Linked DNA regions of Mus musculus: all the other regions are linked to region 4. A link is a contact called in public Hi-C, HiChIP or PLAC-seq and promoter capture Hi-C data. All regions are on one chromosome and are shown on one strand. The core of a region is the stretch at or near the end of the contact, and the rest is flanking DNA. Distances in the headings are between cores, read along the strand shown.

The links. Promoter capture Hi-C pulls out the DNA fragments that hold promoters and counts their contacts. A called contact is a pair of places that touch in the nucleus more often than the background predicts. HiChIP or PLAC-seq counts read pairs in DNA pulled down with a chosen protein or histone mark.
Region 1: a contact with region 4 is called in a promoter capture Hi-C map of liver, with 2.5 times the contacts expected there. The contact joins the promoter of Bnip3 here to the promoter of Spef1l in region 4. A contact is called at or near these places in 2 of 39 promoter capture datasets (liver and neutrophils), 1 of 115 datasets of contacts at active chromatin or transcription factors (pancreatic cancer cells) and 1 of 9 other capture datasets (adipose tissue).
Region 2: an H3K27ac HiChIP or PLAC-seq map of extraembryonic endoderm stem cells shows a contact between it and region 4, with 5 times the contacts expected there. The contact joins the enhancer-like site here to the promoter of Spef1l in region 4. A contact is called at or near these places in 7 of 39 promoter capture datasets (HPC-7-derived erythroid cells, cranial neural crest, embryonic stem cells and 4 more), 3 of 484 Hi-C or Micro-C datasets (bone marrow-derived macrophages, cortical neurons and peritoneal macrophages) and 5 of 115 datasets of contacts at active chromatin or transcription factors (acute myeloid leukemia, astrocytes, bone marrow-derived dendritic cells and 2 more).
Region 3: a promoter capture Hi-C map of hippocampal neurons shows a contact between it and region 4, with 4 times the contacts expected there. The contact joins the promoter of Pkp3 here to the promoter of Spef1l in region 4. A contact is called at or near these places in 3 of 39 promoter capture datasets (cranial neural crest, embryonic stem cells and hippocampal neurons) and 5 of 115 datasets of contacts at active chromatin or transcription factors (embryonic forebrain, embryonic hindbrain, embryonic stem cells and 2 more).
Region 5: a contact with region 4 is called in a Hi-C map of bone marrow-derived macrophages, with 11 read pairs. The contact joins the enhancer-like site here to the promoter of Spef1l in region 4. A contact is called at or near these places in 2 of 39 promoter capture datasets (hippocampal neurons and pre-B cells), 1 of 484 Hi-C or Micro-C datasets (bone marrow-derived macrophages) and 2 of 115 datasets of contacts at active chromatin or transcription factors (bone marrow-derived dendritic cells and pancreatic cancer cells).

Annotation. Positions count from the first base shown.
Region 1 is chr7:138,907,522-138,911,022 of GRCm38.p6, reverse strand. It overlaps Bnip3 (BCL2/adenovirus E1B interacting protein 3), which reads left to right and starts at 1,517. Exons shown (of 6, transcript NM_009760.4): 1 at 1,517-1,660. The coding sequence starts at 1,630.
Region 2 is chr7:141,036,753-141,040,323 of GRCm38.p6, reverse strand. No RefSeq gene overlaps it. Among named protein-coding and RNA genes, the nearest start is that of Ifitm6, 22 kb to the right of the region's middle. Within about 2 kb of position 2,068, at least 29 of the 459 cell types and tissues checked have an H3K27ac peak or open chromatin away from gene starts, as enhancers often do. A contact at or near this core is called in embryonic stem cells and extraembryonic endoderm stem cells, where this site is marked.
Region 3 is chr7:141,078,162-141,081,403 of GRCm38.p6, reverse strand. Pkp3 (plakophilin 3) reads right to left here and starts at 1,635. Exons shown (of 13, transcript NM_019762.2): 1 at 1,303-1,635. The coding sequence starts at 1,534.
Region 4 is chr7:139,976,516-139,980,035 of GRCm38.p6, reverse strand. It overlaps Spef1l (sperm flagellar 1 like), which reads left to right and starts at 1,281. Exons shown (of 7, transcript NM_001033465.3): 1 at 1,281-1,489; 2 at 1,891-2,002; 3 at 2,814-2,964; 4 at 3,363-3,520. The coding sequence starts at 1,354. Adam8 (a disintegrin and metallopeptidase domain 8) reads left to right here. Exons shown (of 24, transcript NM_001291066.2): 23 at 2-76; 24 at 509-1,104. The coding sequence ends at 559. Gm16201 (a long non-coding RNA gene) reads right to left here. Exons shown (of 5, transcript XR_389973.3): 4 at 3,428-3,520; 5 at 1,056-3,039.
Region 5 is chr7:140,980,132-140,983,368 of GRCm38.p6, reverse strand. No RefSeq gene overlaps it. Among named protein-coding and RNA genes, the nearest start is that of Ifitm1, 14 kb to the right of the region's middle. Within about 2 kb of position 1,463, at least 81 of the 459 cell types and tissues checked have an H3K27ac peak or open chromatin away from gene starts, as enhancers often do. A contact at or near this core is called in bone marrow-derived dendritic cells, bone marrow-derived macrophages and pancreatic cancer cells, where this site is marked.

The DNA of each region.
Region 1 (3,501 bases), core at 268-2,767, 1.1 Mb after region 4:
ATTGAACCCTTGGATTTGCTGGACACGGAGGCTATCACCAAGCAGGACCACAGCTGTTTCTTGCTGGACACAGAGTCTGTCACCAAGCAGGACCACAGCTGTTTTTTTCTTGCTAGGTGTGGTAGTATGTCTGTAATCCCAGCACCTGGGGGGTTGAGACAAAGGTTTGGTGTCTGTAGCAGAGAATCTGTTTATTGTTCTGAAGGCCCTAGGCTAGAGCTCCGAGCACTGTAAGAAAGCAAGCTTTCAGTTAAGAGTGGTGGAACCACTGGGAAGCTGGGGCAGGAAAAAAAGTTTAAGACCAGAGTAGGTTACAAAGCGAATCTGTCTAAAAAAAGACATCAGATTCAGTCTGGTGACATGGCTCAGCTGCAGTGAACTTGCATGTGCAAGGCCCTCGTATAACCTTAGCACTCCAAACAAAACAAACGGAAATCAAGGCTGCATAGCTATAATCCCAGCTCTCAGGAGGCGAAAGCAGTAGGATCGGAAATTCAAGGTTAGCTTTTGCTACACAGCCAATTCAAAGCCAGCCTCGGTTATGACATTGTCTGGGAAAAAACAAAACACCAAATGAAGCTGCTTCTAGTGACCTGACCCACTGCTACTAAGATAGCTTCTTTTGAGGTTCACAAGCCCCTTCTCTATCCCAGAACTGTATCAAGAGGGAATTCCAACCTCCAAGTACAGAGAAGCTACTGGGTAGGTTACAGGGAGGATGCAGAATCCTCAAAACTGGCCCTCCAAAGGTCTCTCCAACCGTTCCTGTCCAAAAATGCCGTCCTTTCTCGCATGCAGCATACCACAGCACTACCCAACTCGCCATTGATGCTGCAGTAGAATACTGGCAAATTTTTTGTTTTGCTTTGTTGTAAACAGCTTCATACAGTGCAGCCCAGCCTGGCCACGAACCAGGGCTGGGACTAGAGTTATACATAAGCACTCCCGGACTGCATTTTTCTTAAAGATGCAACCTAAAAAACTATCTGTAAGCGTGCATAGAGACAGCGAGACCATGTGTGCTCCCATTGCTGGCGCTCGCAGGTTCCGGAGGAGATTGGGGAACTATGGGTCAACCGCGAGCAGGAGGGGCAAACTCAGCACCCAAGGCCAGACGCCCAAAAACCTGGCCGCACGTCCTCATGCCACGCCTATCTCGGAGCCCGCCCACGTCTGCCCACCTCCAGCCTGGCTTCAAGACCCGCCTCTTGGCCTCTGCAATGCGCGCACCTCGGAGTCCCAAGGCTCAGACCTCGAGCCCCGCCCCCAGACTCTTCCCTACCCGCCTAGGTCCCAGTTACTCCAGCCTCAGGCACAGCCCCCGGTCCACTTCTGCATTAGACCTTAAAAACAGCCGCCCTCCCGCGCACTCCTGCCTCAGGCCCCGCCCATGCCGGCGCACGCGCCGCACGTGCCACACGCTCCCCCGCGTTCCTCCCCCACCTGCAGGCCCCGCCCCCCAGCCAATGGGCTCCGCCGCCGCGTGCGTCCCGCCCCGCCCCGCCCCTTGTCCCTCAGTCCAGTGTCGCCTGGCCTCAGAACTGAGCGGCGCAGGCTGCCCCTGCTACCTCTCGGTGACCGCCTCCCAGGCCTGTCGCAGTTGGGTTCGGGCTCCTTTGCCGAGCCACCATGTCGCAGAGCGGGGAGGAGAACCTGCAGGGTGAGGCAGTGGGCCGAGAGGGGCCGCGGAGGCGGTAGGGTCGCGGGCTGGGGTGCGGTGAGTGGAGGCCGCGATGCAGTTCGGTGCAGCCGGGGCTGGGTGGTGAGCCTCGGGGCATCTTACAGACAGTACCTTCACAGGCAGGCCGGGTCTTTCTTTCCTGCTCTGTTCTTCACACTGTCATAGTTCTGTATTTTCAGACTCTGTAGGTCAGGGGAGCCTCGAACTCTGCGATCCTCCTTCCTCAGCTTCCCGAGTAGCTCAGATTTCAGGCCCTTGGCGTCCCCTTGTTCAGAGTTGCTTAAGTGAGTTAGAGGTTGCAGTTGAATTTTCAGTGCTTTGATTGAAGTCATTAATATTTATGACTGTAGTGCCTTTCACTTTTCCTACTTGGTACTGGGGACAGAACCAGATCTGAACGTGCTGGGTAAGTGCTCATTTCCCGAGCAACACTACCAGTTTTCATTTTATTGCTTTAAGACATACTGGTCTTGAACTTGTGATCCTCCTGGTTCAGCCTCTAGAGTAGCTGGAATTTGGAATTAACAGGCTTTGCCGCTGTGTCCCCTCTCCCCCAATCTTTACCCCTGGCTTGCTTTGTTGCCACTTCCTGATGGAAGAGGAGGATACAGGGTTTCAGACCTCTGTCAGGTTTTAGAGTTAAGAGGTGGGATAGCCGCACAGTGGTGGCACAAACCTTTTATCCCAGCAATCAGGAGGCAGAGGCAGGGGGATTTCTGTAAATTCGAGGCCAACCTGGTCTACAGAGTGAATTTCAGGACAGCCAAGTCTACAAAGAGAAAAACAGAGAGGGGGTATGGCTGGAGGTAGTGTGGAAGAGAGCTACAACAGCTCAAAAGGAGGGTAAAGTGCTTATAATTTAGTTCAGTAGGCTCACTGCAAGCAGTGAAGTAGATTGTAGGTTAAAATGGAAGTGAGGCTGGGTGTGGTGACACACCTAAAATCCCATCATGGGGTGGGTGAAGTTGAGTCTTGACAAATTCCAGGTTAGCCTGGACTACACAGTCGTACCAGGCTAGTTCGGGGCTCTGTAGCCAGACCCTGTCTCACAAATAACAGAAAGGCTCTCCCAGCATCAGCCTTTACAGACTGTTAGCACTGCGCAGACAGCTGCTAGTTTTGCAAGGCCAGCCTGGGTGCTATGTGCCATTGTCCATTTCTGAGAGCTACCTGGTGGGCCTGAGTTGAGTCTGAGTTGAGTCTCAGGCCCTGAGACTGGAGGAGGATCCTGTTGACCTTTGTACTCTCTGAAGCAAGAGTTCACCAGGTAAAACGCATGTCAGTAAACGTGAGAGAGAGGCTTTCCAAACCTTTAAAATGAATGCTTTAGTGTCAACTCCCCTCCCCCCCCCCAGGCAGGGTCTCACTCTCAGTGAACTCCCAGAGATCTGCCTGCCTCCACCTCCCTAGTGCTGGGATTAAAGGTGTGGGCCACAGTACCCACTTTAGTGTGAAGACGTGGTTTCTCTGTATAGCTCTGGCTGTCCTAGAACTTGTGTAGACTATGCTGTCCAGAGATTCTGTGTCCTGGAGTACTGGAATAGGGTAACTCAGAGCAGTGTTGTGTTAAAAGAGTTTTTAAAAAGCTTGCATTCAGAGACACTGAGTTAGCTGAATTTATTACCCTAAACGAGATTTTAGTAGGCAGAATTTAATCAGCCTAACACATTACAGAATCTGTATTTTCAAACTACAGCCACATTAAAAAAAAAATCTCGTAATTCAGGTTTTATTCCCTAATGTCAAACGTCAAACAGTTGGAATTTTTTGATTGAGAAGTTTTTTTGTCTTTTCTCTTAAGAGATCAAGTGATGTTTTGT
Region 2 (3,571 bases), core at 819-3,318, 1.1 Mb before region 4:
GAAAGAAAGAAAGAGAGAGAGAGAGAGAGAAAGAGAGAAAGAGAGAAAGAGAGAAAGAGAGAGAGACAGAGAGAGAGAGAGAGAAAGGAAGGAAGGAAGGAAGGAAGGAAGGAAGGAAGGAAGGAAGGAAGGAAGGAAGGAAGAAAGAGCCAGGTGTGGTGGTGCACGCCTTTAATCCCAGCACTCAGGAGGCAGAGGCAGGCAGATTTCTGAGTTCGAGGCCAGCCTGGTCTACAGAGTGAGTTGCAGGACAGCCGGGGCTATAGTTCAGTCTGATCATCTTAGCAGTTGGGAGGTTGAGCAAGGATAATAGCGAGTCAGAGGCTAGCTTGGGCTGCAAAATGAGACCCTGTTTAAAGTAAAGAGAAGAAAGACCCCAAATCAAGGGCCAAAGAGATGGCTCAGTGGTTAAGAGCACTTGCTGCTCTTGCAGAGGACCCAGAATCCATATGAAGGCTCACAACTGTCTGTAACTCTAGTTTCAGGGGATCTGATGTCCACTTCTGGGCAGCAGGCACACTCAAGGTACACAGACATATAGACAATCAATATAGTCCTACACATAAAAATAATCTTTAAAAAATCCCAAATTCTACCTTGTGGTGGTTTCAAAGAAAATGGCTTCCATAGGCTCATAGGCAGTGGCTCTATACAAAGGTGTGGCCTTGTTGGAGGAAGTTGTGTCACTAGAGGGTGGGCTTTGAGGGCTCAGAAGCTCAAGCCAGACCTAGTGACACAGTCTTTTCCTGCTGGCCAAAGATCAAGATTTAGCACTCTCAGCTACCTCTCTAGCACCATGTCTGCCTGCAAGCCACCATGCTTCCTGCCAAGGTGATAATGGACCAAACCCCTGAGCTGTGAACCAGCCACAGTTAAATGTCTTTGTTTATAAGAATTGCTGTGGTCATGGTGTTTCTTCGTTGTAGTAGTACCCTAAGTAAGACATATGGCGAAGAAAAAGTTACTACCCAGCGCTAAATTTTGTCTGTGATAAAATATCCCGACAGAAACAACTCAAGGACAAAAGGGTTCATCTTGGTTCACAGTCCCAGGCTACAGTCCTTCACAATGGGGAAGTCAAGGCACCCAGAGCTTGAAACAATCTGGTCACATTATGTCCACAGTCAGTAGAAGAGAATAACAAATGTAAGCAAGCCAGTGCCCAGCTCACATTCTTGGTTCTAGACAGTCCAGAATCTCTAGCTCAGGGAAGAGTACTGCTGACAGTGGGTCGTTCCAACATCAACCAGTTTAGCTAACCCCTTCATTGACTTTCACAGAACCTGAACAGCCTTGTGCTCAGAGTCTTGTTTCTCAGGAGATTCTCGGTTGTGGTAAGTTCCCTTCCTGGTTAGGAAACTCCTTTCTTTCAAGATTAAGATATTGGAGAGAATGTATTATATATTATAGATATATTGGGAGTCAGTGTATATGTTGGCTGTAAGGTTGGAAACAAGTGTGCTTTCAAGAACCCACGTAAGAACAATTCGTTCTGCTATTGGGAAGTTGTGTGGGTATGAGGATGTGGCTTCTGGTCTGTAGGCTTGCGGGTGGGGGGGGGAGGGGGGGAGGGGGGGAGGGGGGAGGGTGGGTCCCTTTGAAGTACAGCATATCATACTCTGTAAGGAGCTTGTTCTAGGGAGTTACCAGTCTGGGGCCTTTTGCAGGGGATAATCTAAGATATGAGCAATGTTGAAGGAGATTTGAGGATGTAGAGTTCGTAGGGAGGAGTGTTGTGGGGATGAGGGATGATGCACTGTTCATGTACTGTTGCGGCCGGCCAGCGGCCCACGTGTCTGGGTTCTAGTCTGGAAGGCATCTTGGAATCTGGAAGAGAAGAGGGGGCTAGGCGGCGCGAGATAGATGGAACCAAGACAACCGTCTGATCAAGGTTCGATTTTACTATTCCAGACACTGGGTTATGAAGAAGGGGAAGGGGCCCATTCCTGCCAAATCATCCTACGAGTCCAGTTGCAGGTGACCACGTGTTTGGCTCCGGAACAGCTAGGCAGCAGGCAGCAGCAGTGGGAGTGGCAGAATGATAGGGCGGCAGGCTCCACCACATGCTCTCTTCCCGATAACAGTGAAACCTGAGCAGCCAGGTTTCAGGCTGAGGCGGGGAGGTTACAATGCACAAGGTTGGGATTTAATAAGTAAGCATGGAGAAGTCGTACCCTAGATAGGGATGCCTTAGAAAGCATGGTGACTGATGAGAGCTTTGAGTAAGTCTGTACTGAGAACGAGGACGGGGCCGTGAAGCCAGATTTTCTTTGTCTCAGTGGTAAGTGGTACAGTTGCAGTCAAAGTTCCAGAGGCAAGGTGGCCAGCCTTCGGTCACCATGTGTAGAAGTTTGGCTGCTACATATAGGCTGTAGAGCAATTTGTGTGTCGTCGTCCCCCGCCCCGCCCCCTGCCATTGGCAGAGTATAGTAAAGGTTTGTCCTTGGTTAGTATGTAAAGACAGAAGGGCTTGTGTAGATATGGAAGAGGCAGGTGAAAAACCGGACTTAAGTAGGTTTATGGAACAAAGAAGGGTTTGGGAGACAAGAGTGGCTCTTCCAGGGCTCCCTTAGTGGCTTCGTAAAGAGGCTGTGCAGTGAGGGAGAAGTTGGGGATCCATATATGGAAGAAGTTAAAGAGATCTCCTAATGCAAGAAATTCACACTTGGTTTGTGAGGTAGGTGGCATGGGTCTCACAGAGGCCACTGCTACTTGACAAAGGTCCAGCACATGGACATCACAGACCACAGTTCTCCACCATCCTCGACTTTCATCTTTGACGATTCTCACTATGCATTATGGGAGTTTCCTTGCGCTTTTCTCCTTTGGGGTATTTTGTGTGAGCTGTGGTAGAAAATGTAAGTGTGTACAACGGCAGTCTCTCTAAACCAAATCATTGTTGGGAAGAAGTCTCCGCCACAGTGGAGCCACACAGAGTGATGACTCGGAACCCCTATTGTGCCCCTCTGTTTGCACCCAGAAGAGAGAAGTTAAAGATTGACTAACTGAAAGATGGTGCCAGAAACTCCTGGATACACCTGGTCCCAAGGATGAAAGCACACAATGGGAGAGGAAAACAATGGGCCCAGACCCAGAGCCCGAGGCCTTGGCAGCTGAGGGCAGGAGTACAGTTAGTAAGTATAGGGCAGTGCCCATGATTGATTCCCTGGGCACATGACTTACAGCATGAATGGCGAGGTCTGGTCTGCCCCATGAGAAGCAGATCCTGAGAAGTTAGACTGGCTTGATCCCCTCTGCCATATGCAGGAGCAGGCACTGAAGGAGTCAGGATGGTGTGGCACAATGGAAAAAGAGTAAGAGATCAGGACCTTCCCTTTGCAGAGCTCAGGAGGAGAGCATGCCCATATTGTAAGACTGAGGCACAAAGGAACACAACTAGGAAACAGCTCGATGCTTATCATGCTACCTGGTGCAAAGGCTGCCTCAGGCCCCCTGAGGACTGAAAATTGCTCTTATGGGTTTATTTCTCAAGACTCCATGCCTGGCACCTCCTGACCACATAGGCTGACCGCAAAGACTGAGAGTGTGCAAGAGGAAATGTCAAAGGGGC
Region 3 (3,242 bases), core at 386-2,885, 1.1 Mb before region 4:
AATGAACAGAGAGAATGGTGCAGGGTAGGCGAGGCAGAGTTGAGGCCACACAGGAAACATCATCCAAGAGTTGATGGTGACAGTGGCAGGCTTTGGGTGGACTCAGCCTTTGCCAAGGCTCCTCTGGGTTTGGGAAGCACTCCTTTGAGCAGAGCACCTGCTACAGAGGTCAGTATTGGTGTGGGGAAGGGGCCTTCCTTCGCTCCTTCCCATTCAGCTCAGGGGGAGGACAGTCTGATGTTCCCCAGATCCACCCAGGTTAATGAGGCTTCTGGGCAGGGGCTGTTAACCCTTTGACGCTAGTGAGGGCCAGCCTAGGGGGCACACCCCAGCCTGGGGACCTTACGCCCACCCTCAAATTACTATCCTCCTCCCCCTAATTGGCAGGGTAGCCAAGTGATAATTAACCCCTCCGTGTACCCTCCCCCACCCCATGACCCCTGGGCATCAACTTGGCTCCAGAAAGACTTAGGCTCAGATTTTAGGCAGCAATCCAGCTCCTGACCTGCCCTTCTGCCAGACAACCCTCTCCTTCTGGCCAGACATCATGGGACCACTGAGAACTGAGGGCTGGACCTCCGAACAGAGGTTCATTGTACTGGCTAAATTTAATTCCTGTTGTTGTAGCCTGGCAGGTATGGAAAGGATGTTTCTGGAGTGACTGCCTTGAGCCCAGCCTGTCTGAGTGACCCTCTAACACACACAAAGACACAGACACAGACACACACACACACACACACACACACACACACACTGCCCCTGAGGAGTACCCTTTGGGCTATTCTCATGAAGTGTATCTGGGTCACTCCTGGTAGGCCCAGTTCTGCAATTCCTCAGGGAGCCCCTGCTCCAGACAGACCTGGGCTCTATCCAGGATCACCCCTCTCTCACATGCTGTTACCATTTGGTCAGGAGGCACTCTGGCCTCTCTGAGACCTCAAGTATGCCTGTGTTCTGTGGTGCTGGGAGGGAATGTGTTTGGGGGTTTGCCGACAGGTGGGCCTGGCTGCTCACCTTGTGCCTCCAAGTCTTTCCAACTTAGGGAGTGGGTAGGCCCAGCCCCAGGACCCCTGTCCCGGCTGGGGAAGGAGAGATGCCCCACCCAGGCTACTCCCTATGCCTGCTGGGGCGGGGCAGTGACTCAGAACAGGCCTCTGTAAGGTGAGTCAAAGCCTGAACCCCGAGCTTGGACGGCTTCTGCCCCTGGCACCACCACTCCTGCCCTGGCCACCTCCACCGGCCACTGTCACCACTACCAACTTCATTACCCTCTGTCGCCTACCATACCCAAAGTTGGCCTACCTCTGGCGCTCTCCGCGGAGCCATCAAGCTCAGCAGACCCATTGTGCCGCGACTGCTGGCCCAGCTGCAGGAGGCGGGCTCGGACTTGCTCCTGGACTCTGGCAGCTCTAAGTCGATCAGCCTCCGGTCCCTCCGCACCCCGGCGATCCAGCTGTAGGTCCGAAGGCAGAGCCAGGGAGCAAACACCAGTCTCAGGCTGCAGGGCAGACAGCAGGAAGTTACCTTCCTGCATAGTGACAGGGGCGACTAGCCAGCCCACCTGTCCTGGGCCTCTCCCGGTCTTGTCCCTCGAGGCCCGGTTCCAGAGTCTCTTCCTGGCTGGCTCTCATAGACAGACGCCCGCCCGCCCGCCCAGCCCAGAGCTTGGCTGGGGGCGGGGACACCTGGGCCAGGTGGGAGGGAGGGGCCTCTGCCTGCTTAAGGTGGAATTTGGGCGGAAGAACTGGCCCTGCGTGTCCTCAAGTCGCCTGGCCTTCCCTTTCCTCCTGTCCCAGGGCCACAGGAACGTGGGTTCTACTTGCTCTCAGTCTTCCAAGTCCAGACCAAACCCCATGGGTGCCAGCGTTCTCAGTTTGAGAGTAGGGCAGGGAGCCTGTGGGAGCCTGTCACTACAAGCCATATGAGAAGGAATGTCCCAGCCTGGGGGGTTGGGAGCTCTAGAGTACCAAAGACCAAGCAGCTTCCAAGACAGCTGGACCCAGGCTTGTTGAGGTCCCAGCAGGGTTGGCATCCAGACACAGTTTCAGGTTTACAGAGTCCGGATAGAGGATAAAGAACTTGAGTGCTAGAGTTTTAGGGTCAAGAGCAGTACCATGATGGCCCTAAACCTGGGCCTGACAACTCAATAAGAGAGCCCAGTGAGGTAGACATATGTCCACCCCCTGACCTGCGAATCTGGAAACTCACCCCAGCCTCTACCTGTACAGAGGCTTCAGAAGGGCTGCTTGGCCCTCTCTGGCATCTCTCCCCAGCTTCTGCCCCCCAGGCCTGGGGTGGGAGGCCCCGTTCCCAACATCTGAGTCATGGCTGGCAGGCGGGGCTGCCCCAGGGGGTTGACTCAGAGGGGCCTAGGCTCATGTCAGCACCTGCCAGGCTGGGGGGCCAGGAGGTTTGGGGGGAGAGCTGGGCTAGAGAAAGCGGGGAGACTGGAAGTGAGGGGCACCAAAGCTTGTTCCTAGAAGGTCTCCCAAGCACCCCTGTCAGGTAGGCTAGCATGCTGTGAGTTAGGCCGGCCATCTAGGTAGATTGGGAAGGTTAAAAGACAAAACTAGGAAAGTTGGCGTATGGGAACAAGTTGCCTCACGTTCCCTGGGACTTCCCTTAAGTATTCCTGGGTCTCTATCCTAAGGGCTGTACTTTTCTAAAATCTAGTCCCTGGGCTCAGCCTGAGCTCTCTGTCCCACACCAGGCCCTTTAAGAGTCCTGGACTCTTAAAGACATTAACAGAGGGTGACTAGGCGCAGAGTCCTGGAAACGGAGAGTGCTCAGAGAATGACAGCATCCAGGACAGGATCAGGATGAGTAGGAAGGGCTAGAGGATGGGAGTCAGAGGTCAGAGGTCAGAGATTGCTGGGGAGAGAGCACCGAGGGTGAAGCCCCCTACCCCCAGGATAGAATCTGGCGGGGATCTACTGGTTGTGGCTGGAGGCAGGGGCTGGGCAACCTACCTTGCCGCTGGTCTGGCCCCCACTGGCTCCCTGGCTCATTCTGGAGGTCCCTGCTGTAGGACAATTCCTTCTGGGCTCCATCCGGGTCCGAGATCCTGCGGTGGGCTCCATCAGGGCCCAGCTTCTGTGGGCAACAGCCTCTGTTTGGAGATGGTACCGTGGGGGCACCCGAGGGTGGGGTGGGAACGTTGCACACCCATCTCATCAGACCGGTTGCTTCCCTGGGAGACGTGTTTCGTGTGGAAAAATCCTGGGAGACAAGTTTGTGCGGCG
Region 4 (3,520 bases), core at 32-2,531:
GGTCAAGCCAACCTTTGCACCCCCGACACCACCAGTCAAGCCCGGGACTGGAGGGACGGTGCCTGGAGCAACTCAGGTGAGCCTCAGAGGGAAGGGGAAGGGGAAGGGGAAGGGGGAGTCCATCTTGCAGGAACCCTCCTGCTGACTGTGGCACTGTTTCGGAGGGTGAGTGGCTGTTTTCATTTTCTTAGCTGGTAAGTTTTAGTGACATTTGAAAAAAAAAAAAAAGAAAGAAAAAAAAATCCTCAATAACAGGCTTGATGTCTGCTTTATAATTTGCCAGAACTTTCCAGTGCTTGCGGCTTTCGGGGGCTATGGAATTTTCCTTTTCATATGGCTAGTCTACAGTATATATGAAATGCTAGTACAGTCATCTTGTGAGGTCGGGCCCATTCTGTTGTTAGGGGAAGTGGAAGTCTAAATTTAAAGAACTGGCAATGGGTATTTTCAGCTGGACCTCTCTCTTATCAGGTCCTCTTTAATATCGATTTCCTTTTTTTCTTGGCAGGGAGCTGGTGAGCCAAAGGTTGCTCTGAAGGTCCCCATCCAGAAGAGGTGACCAGCTAGGGCACCCCAGGGCCATCGTTTGTGGACGTTTGGAGATACCACTGCTCCTATAAATGTGTTCCTTCAGCAACACCACAACCACCACCCAGGCTGGACCTGCACACGCTGTTCCTACCTCAGGAATAATCTTTCTGTGGCTCTTGCTGTCCAGATGCCCTCATGAACCAGTGGCCTCTCACTGGCCTTGGCCAGCTTAGACCATACATCTGCGTATGCTAGTTGCTAGGCAGGGGCGGTGTACCCTGCAGTGGGCGTGATCAAGTCTGTCTGTCTCTGGGTGGACAGAATGCCAGGAGTCCCCTCCCAGCAACTTCTGCACTGGCCCTCACACAGTGACCTCTCTCCAAGGCACAGTTCCTGTATCTACATCCCACTCGTGTATGAGACTTAGGAAAGGAAAAGACGTCGTTCTTGGGGTGTTGGGACAAGAAGTTGCCGTCATCTCCGGATTGAAACAGATTAGTTGTTGAAATTATGACTAAACACTATTCACTAATAAAGATTCTATTTTATCAATAGATTATAGATCACATTCTACATGGCAGTTTGTTTTTATTACACCAGATCAAACAATTTCACCTACCATCTCCCTTCGTTTTTTAACCATCCACCTTGATTCAGCCCGATCTCTGGGCGTGCAGGAGGACCAATCCTTCCTGGGATCGAGGGAGGGACCAGCGCGGTTAGGGCCCCGCCCCTTCCGGCTGTGCCGCGTCTCCCAGCAACGGTCCAAACCCGCCAGGTTTCTTCCGCTGTGTTTCTCTGCTGCACACCCACTTCTCTGCCATGCTCAGTGCTTCCAAGCCGAGCTCAGCTTCGTTCCTGCCAACGCCTGGGGATATTCATAACCTCTGCGCCTGGCTGGACCGGCTCCCACTCAGCCGCCCCAAGCGCCACTTGGCTCGGGACTTCAGTGATGGTGGTGCGAGTGAGGGCGAGGCGCTATGGGGCGGATGATGAAGAGGACTCAAAGCTGAGGGCCACCCTTGCCTCCAGCCCCCTAGTACGGGTGTGGGTGTTGGGGGAACGGAGCGGTTCTTGAGTCCAGACTCGTGCTCCTTAGGAAAGGTAGTAGCAAACAGGGCCTCCTGTGGCTCTTCCAGCTCCCCCTGGGCTCTCACGCTGTATTAGCTTCCCAGGCCATCCTACCACTTGGTCTGACCTGGAGTCTAGGTGCCGTGCCAGACTCGGGGACAATTATGGGCTCCCCAGGAAAAGCTCGTGTCCTTCCCACTCCATTCCATGCATCTCATGTGGTCAGGGATTACAGTTGCAACCCAGGGTCTTGACCAGGCAAGCCAAGTTCCCCTCGCATTCCCACAGTGCTGGTGGCCGAGATTGTGAAGCACTTCCGCCCTCGGCTGGTGGACTTGCACAGCTACGTCCCAGCCTGCAGTACAGACCAGAAGCTGAGCAACTGGAGCCTTCTCAACAGGCAAGGCCTGGGAGCTCAGCCCACCTAGGTTGACCCCGGGATGCTCTCTCCAGCCATGGGTCTCTGACTGCCTAACTGTGGGTCCTTGCCTATAGAAGAGTACCACAACCAGGGGTACTAGGGCACTAGTACCCCTAGTACCACTCCTGGGGGTGCTAGGGCAGCCTATCAGCTAGCCTGCTCCCTTACGGATCAGTAGAGTTTTACTTCACCTCCCCAAATGTCCTCAGACAAGACTCTGCCTGTGTATAATAAGTGATCTCAAGGACAGAGTCGGGCAGATATGTCTGATGTAGTCCAATCACAGAGGGCCCTCGGGAAGTGTCTGAGCAGAGCAAGGTGGAGAACCTGTGTGGGCACCCCCAAAAGACTGGCTCAGATTGGAATAGAAACATTGCTGGGCTCAGGCCTGGGTCTAATCTCATGGGCTTATGTTTGAGAGGGAAGAGATGAAAAGAGACCTCAAGGGAGATGATCATGCTGAGAGGGCCCAGCTGCAGGTTTCCAGGTACTGTTGAGCTGTCTCAACAGGATTTACCGAGGGCAAGCCAGTAGAGAGATGAGAATGAATGCAGAGAACATGGCCTGATAGAGCACCCCATGTTCTGCGATCTCCTGAGACATAGCTCCAAAGGCCAAGAATGAGATAGCCATGCGCCACTCAAGTGCAGGGCACAAAGGGGCTCTCTGAGAAAGCAAGATGCTGCCCAGTGGCTGGAAGGCATTGCAGGGAGCATAGAACTTCAGGGAGGGCTCAACTCCCAGTCCTTGATGGTACTGCTTTGAGAATGTGCTCCTACCTTCTTTGCAGGAAAGTCTTTCGCAAGCTGCACTTGTGTATCTCAGATAATGATATCCAAAGGGTGGTATCCAACAGGCCTGGAGTTATCGAGTCTATTCTATGTGCACTGAGGGAGAAGATGGAGGCCAGGACTGTTCATGTAGGCTCAGCTGGTACAGCTGTAAGTGTCTGCACATCAATTCAGCATGCAAGTCTGCTGTGCCTTCTGCCCTTTGCACTCAGTCAGACAATCCGTCTGTGTGAGAATAAAACAGAGAAATGAATGTCCCTGTGGTCCAAAAAGAAATGAAGTCCATACATGAGGCAACAGGCCTCACTTAGACTCATTCCTGACTTTCCTGCTGATCTTCTGGAAGGGGGGGGGGGCTCCCGAATTTCCTTTCCAGCCAAATCCACCTACCCTGGGGCAGTGAAAACACTTAAGAGTTGCTCCAAGTACAACCAACCCAAGTGCTTCCCGCTCTTCTCCAGTTTCCATACTAACCCCACCCAGAGTTTGTAATGACCAAACAAATTCAGCCCAGCTACACTTCACTCCCCAACTTTTGTACTTTGCAGGATCCAAGACACTCTGCTGTGGATGCTGTCCGACCCTGGCGGGATCTTACCCCCAACCCACATACCTCTAAGATGCAAGATCCTGATGTGGATAACAGCAGCTTGTCAGAACCCCTCTGGGACTCCGGTGGAGAGCACCACTCTGTTCCCGAAAGCTG
Region 5 (3,237 bases), core at 214-2,713, 1.0 Mb before region 4:
ACGGTTATTCGCTAGGCACACAGACAAGAAAGCAGATGTCAAGTTCTTTGTAGTGGGCTAAAGTCTAGTGGTGTGAGATGAAGGGCATGAAGACTGCGATCATTGTGGCTCCTGAGAGGGGCATGTCTAGGAGATGCTGGCTACTGAAGGATGAGTGGTTTCATCCAGTCTGAGATAAAGGAAAGTGGTTTCTAGCTTTCTGAAAAACAACTCCGGTAGCTTTTGCTACCTCACCAGTTCGCACAGTAACCAAGTCAGAGGTGTTGCCTGTGGCAAAGCTGAGGGTGAGGGCAAATGACCTCTAACTCCTTGATAAAAGTCAGTGGAGGGCTGGTGAGATGGCTCAGTGGGTAAGAGCACCCGACTGCTCTTCCGAAGGTCTGAAGTTCAAATCCCAGCAACCACATGGTGGCTCACAACCACCCGTAATGAGATCTGATGCCCTCTTCTGGTGTGTCTGAAGACAGCTACAGTGTACTTACATATAATAAATAAATAAATAAAATAAATCTTTAAAAAAAAAAAAAAAGTCAGTGGAGCCCCTCGGTTCTTGCAGCGTCCCCAGTTGCAGCTAGGTATTTCATGGTACGTTCTAGCAACTCTGGTTAGCACTGAGCGTCTCATCCTGCTAGTGTTTTTGCTTGTTAGAGACCGGATCAATCAATTCACTCGCCTTCACACATACTCATCAGCTCAGGGAGGCACAGATCTGTGGACCAGGACAGTCTGCTGTTGGTGACAAAGCCCTGTCCAGAGCCAACCATGGAACTAGACTTGCTGATCGATGCTTGCACCAGTTAGCCCATAGATTGGTCGGTACATGATGGATAAAACTGCGGCTCTTTTGTAAGAAGCTTCAAGCTCAGTGTTGGCTGTCCTCTCAGCACCGCACATGGCTTCCCCTAGCTATCCTGGTTTATAAATCTCCTCTGCCACCTGACCGATGACGGTCTGTCTCCATTATGTCTCACTCTATCCAGATGCCTTCATCATGACCTCCACTGTGTCTGAGAGTGTTCCCAGTCACAGCTCTCTCTGTTCTCCTGCACATGGTGCCAGTGCCCTGGAACAAGACAAGTCCTTTTCTAGATGCTTTCTCACTCTCTAGGGAAGTCTGTACAGGGCTTTCTAGAGCTGGAGATAGGGACTCTGGCAAACTTCTCTGGAGTGATGGAGTCAGAACAGTTCCAACGAATGCTGCTGTCACTTGATGAGACCCATGACTCAAGAGAGTAATGGGTAAGGAAGGAGCCTTTTGTTTTGGCCAAGAACCCAAAAGTGAACCATTCCCGGCAAATTAACCTCTTGAGTCTGGAGCTTCAAGTTACAAATATAGGGAAGGAAAAGTGATAGCGTGAGGTGGGCTAACGGGGCAAATATGCAGTCATCTCCGGTCAGAGACAAAGATCTCCCCAGACAATAGAGGCCTTCTTCTCCTTCTGGGTGTTTGTGGTTTGGGTGTTTGTGGTCATGCTAGCTTGTGGCAATCTTTAACGTAAAGGGTGGAGTGAGTAACTGTGCAAGTCTAGGCTACACTGACCAACATTACAATCTTTTTTTTTTTTTTTAGACAGGGTTTCTCTGTGTAGCCCTGGCTGTCTACAACCAGGCTGGCCTCGAACTCAGAAATCTGTCTGCCTCTGCCTCCCGCGTGCTGGGATTAAAGGCGTGCACCACCACTACCCAGCTCTGTTTTCTTTCTTTCTTTCTTTCTTTCTTTCTTTCTTTCTTTCTTTCTTTCTTTCTTTCTTCCTTCCTTCCTTCCTTCCTTCCTTTCTCTCTCTCTCTCTCTCTCTCTCTCTCTCTCTCCCTCCCTCCCTCCCTCCCTTTCTTCCTTTCTTCCTTTCTTTCTTTCTTTCTTTCTTTCTTTCTTTCTTTCTCTCTTTCTCTCTTTCTCTCTTTCTTTCTTCCTCTCTCTCCCATCCTTCTTTCCTTCCTTCCTTCCTTCCTTCCTTCCTTCCTTCCTTCCTTCCTTCCTTCCGTCTTTCTTTTCTTAAAAACAGGATTTCTCTACATAGCCTTGGTTGTCTTGGAATTTACAGAGATCTGCCTGCCTTTGTCTCTGGGTGCTGGGATTAAAGGCCTGGGTGCCTACACTCTGGGTTGCATTACAATGTTTCTTGATGATCTGCCACACACACTCCAGTGAAGTCTGCTTGACAGGCTGAGAAGCCTGGGAGCACTCACGAGGCATAGAGTTTCAAAAGGAATTCACCTCCTGGAACCTTGGCATTCTCATTAACCCATATACTCATACCCTATCCCTGTGTTAGTCTGGTGTATGGACCCACATGCTCTCTTTTAGTATTATTTTATTATAAGTGCCTTTTAAGATTGAATTCTGACATAGCTAAGCCTTCGCCAGTGTTCCAACATCCTAGAAAGTCCTTGAGCTGATCATGGGCTTGGAATTCAGTAAGAATGTTGCCTAATTAGTGACATTCAGAATTGCCTCTAGTACTACACTATCACTTACAATAAAAGCCAAGTTGCTCCCATATACAGGAATTTACAATGGTTTAGGAAGTAGACCAGGCTGTGGTTTTAGAATATTGCATTATTCATGAGATCGTTAGCTAGAGCAGAACTCCCTAATTAGAACCATAACTTGGGTATGAAAGCCCTTGACCTAGGAGTGTAAAGACCTCACACCTGGCTTCTGAGACTATAGCTGACCTTAGATAGGGCTGACTTTGTCTCAGTTGTTTTATTGCCCAGTTCCTGCCAGTCTTTGTGTTTACATTCCTCTGTTTTGTGTAAGAGTCTTTAAGCATCTGGTAACCTCATTTGTACCTTGCTGATGTGTCACCTAACTTCCCTATTTTCTTCTATATAAAAAGTTTGATGCTCAATTTGACAAATTACATTCAGATTCTACACAATCTCGTGTGTTGGTCTGTCTGTCATTCGCCGACTTTTTGCCCACCTGTGACCAGAGACCCGTTCCACGCAGACAAATGGACCCAGAAGGTCTGTGGGATCAGCATGTCTATGTGAAGAAGTAAGCTCATCAAAACTTTAAGGAACGGGCAGAATCTGAAGATAGAGACTGTGGCTTCTCTTCCCATGACATTTGGAGACCTTGGGGTGAACCAACGTTGTTAGCAGAAGTGGCTTTCAGATATCTGTAGAGTGACCTGTTGTATCTACACAAGAGTTGTGGGACACCGATGTATTTCCCAGTTGCATTATCAGCAGAAACAGCATACTTACGTCAATATGGTCAGTTACAGCAGT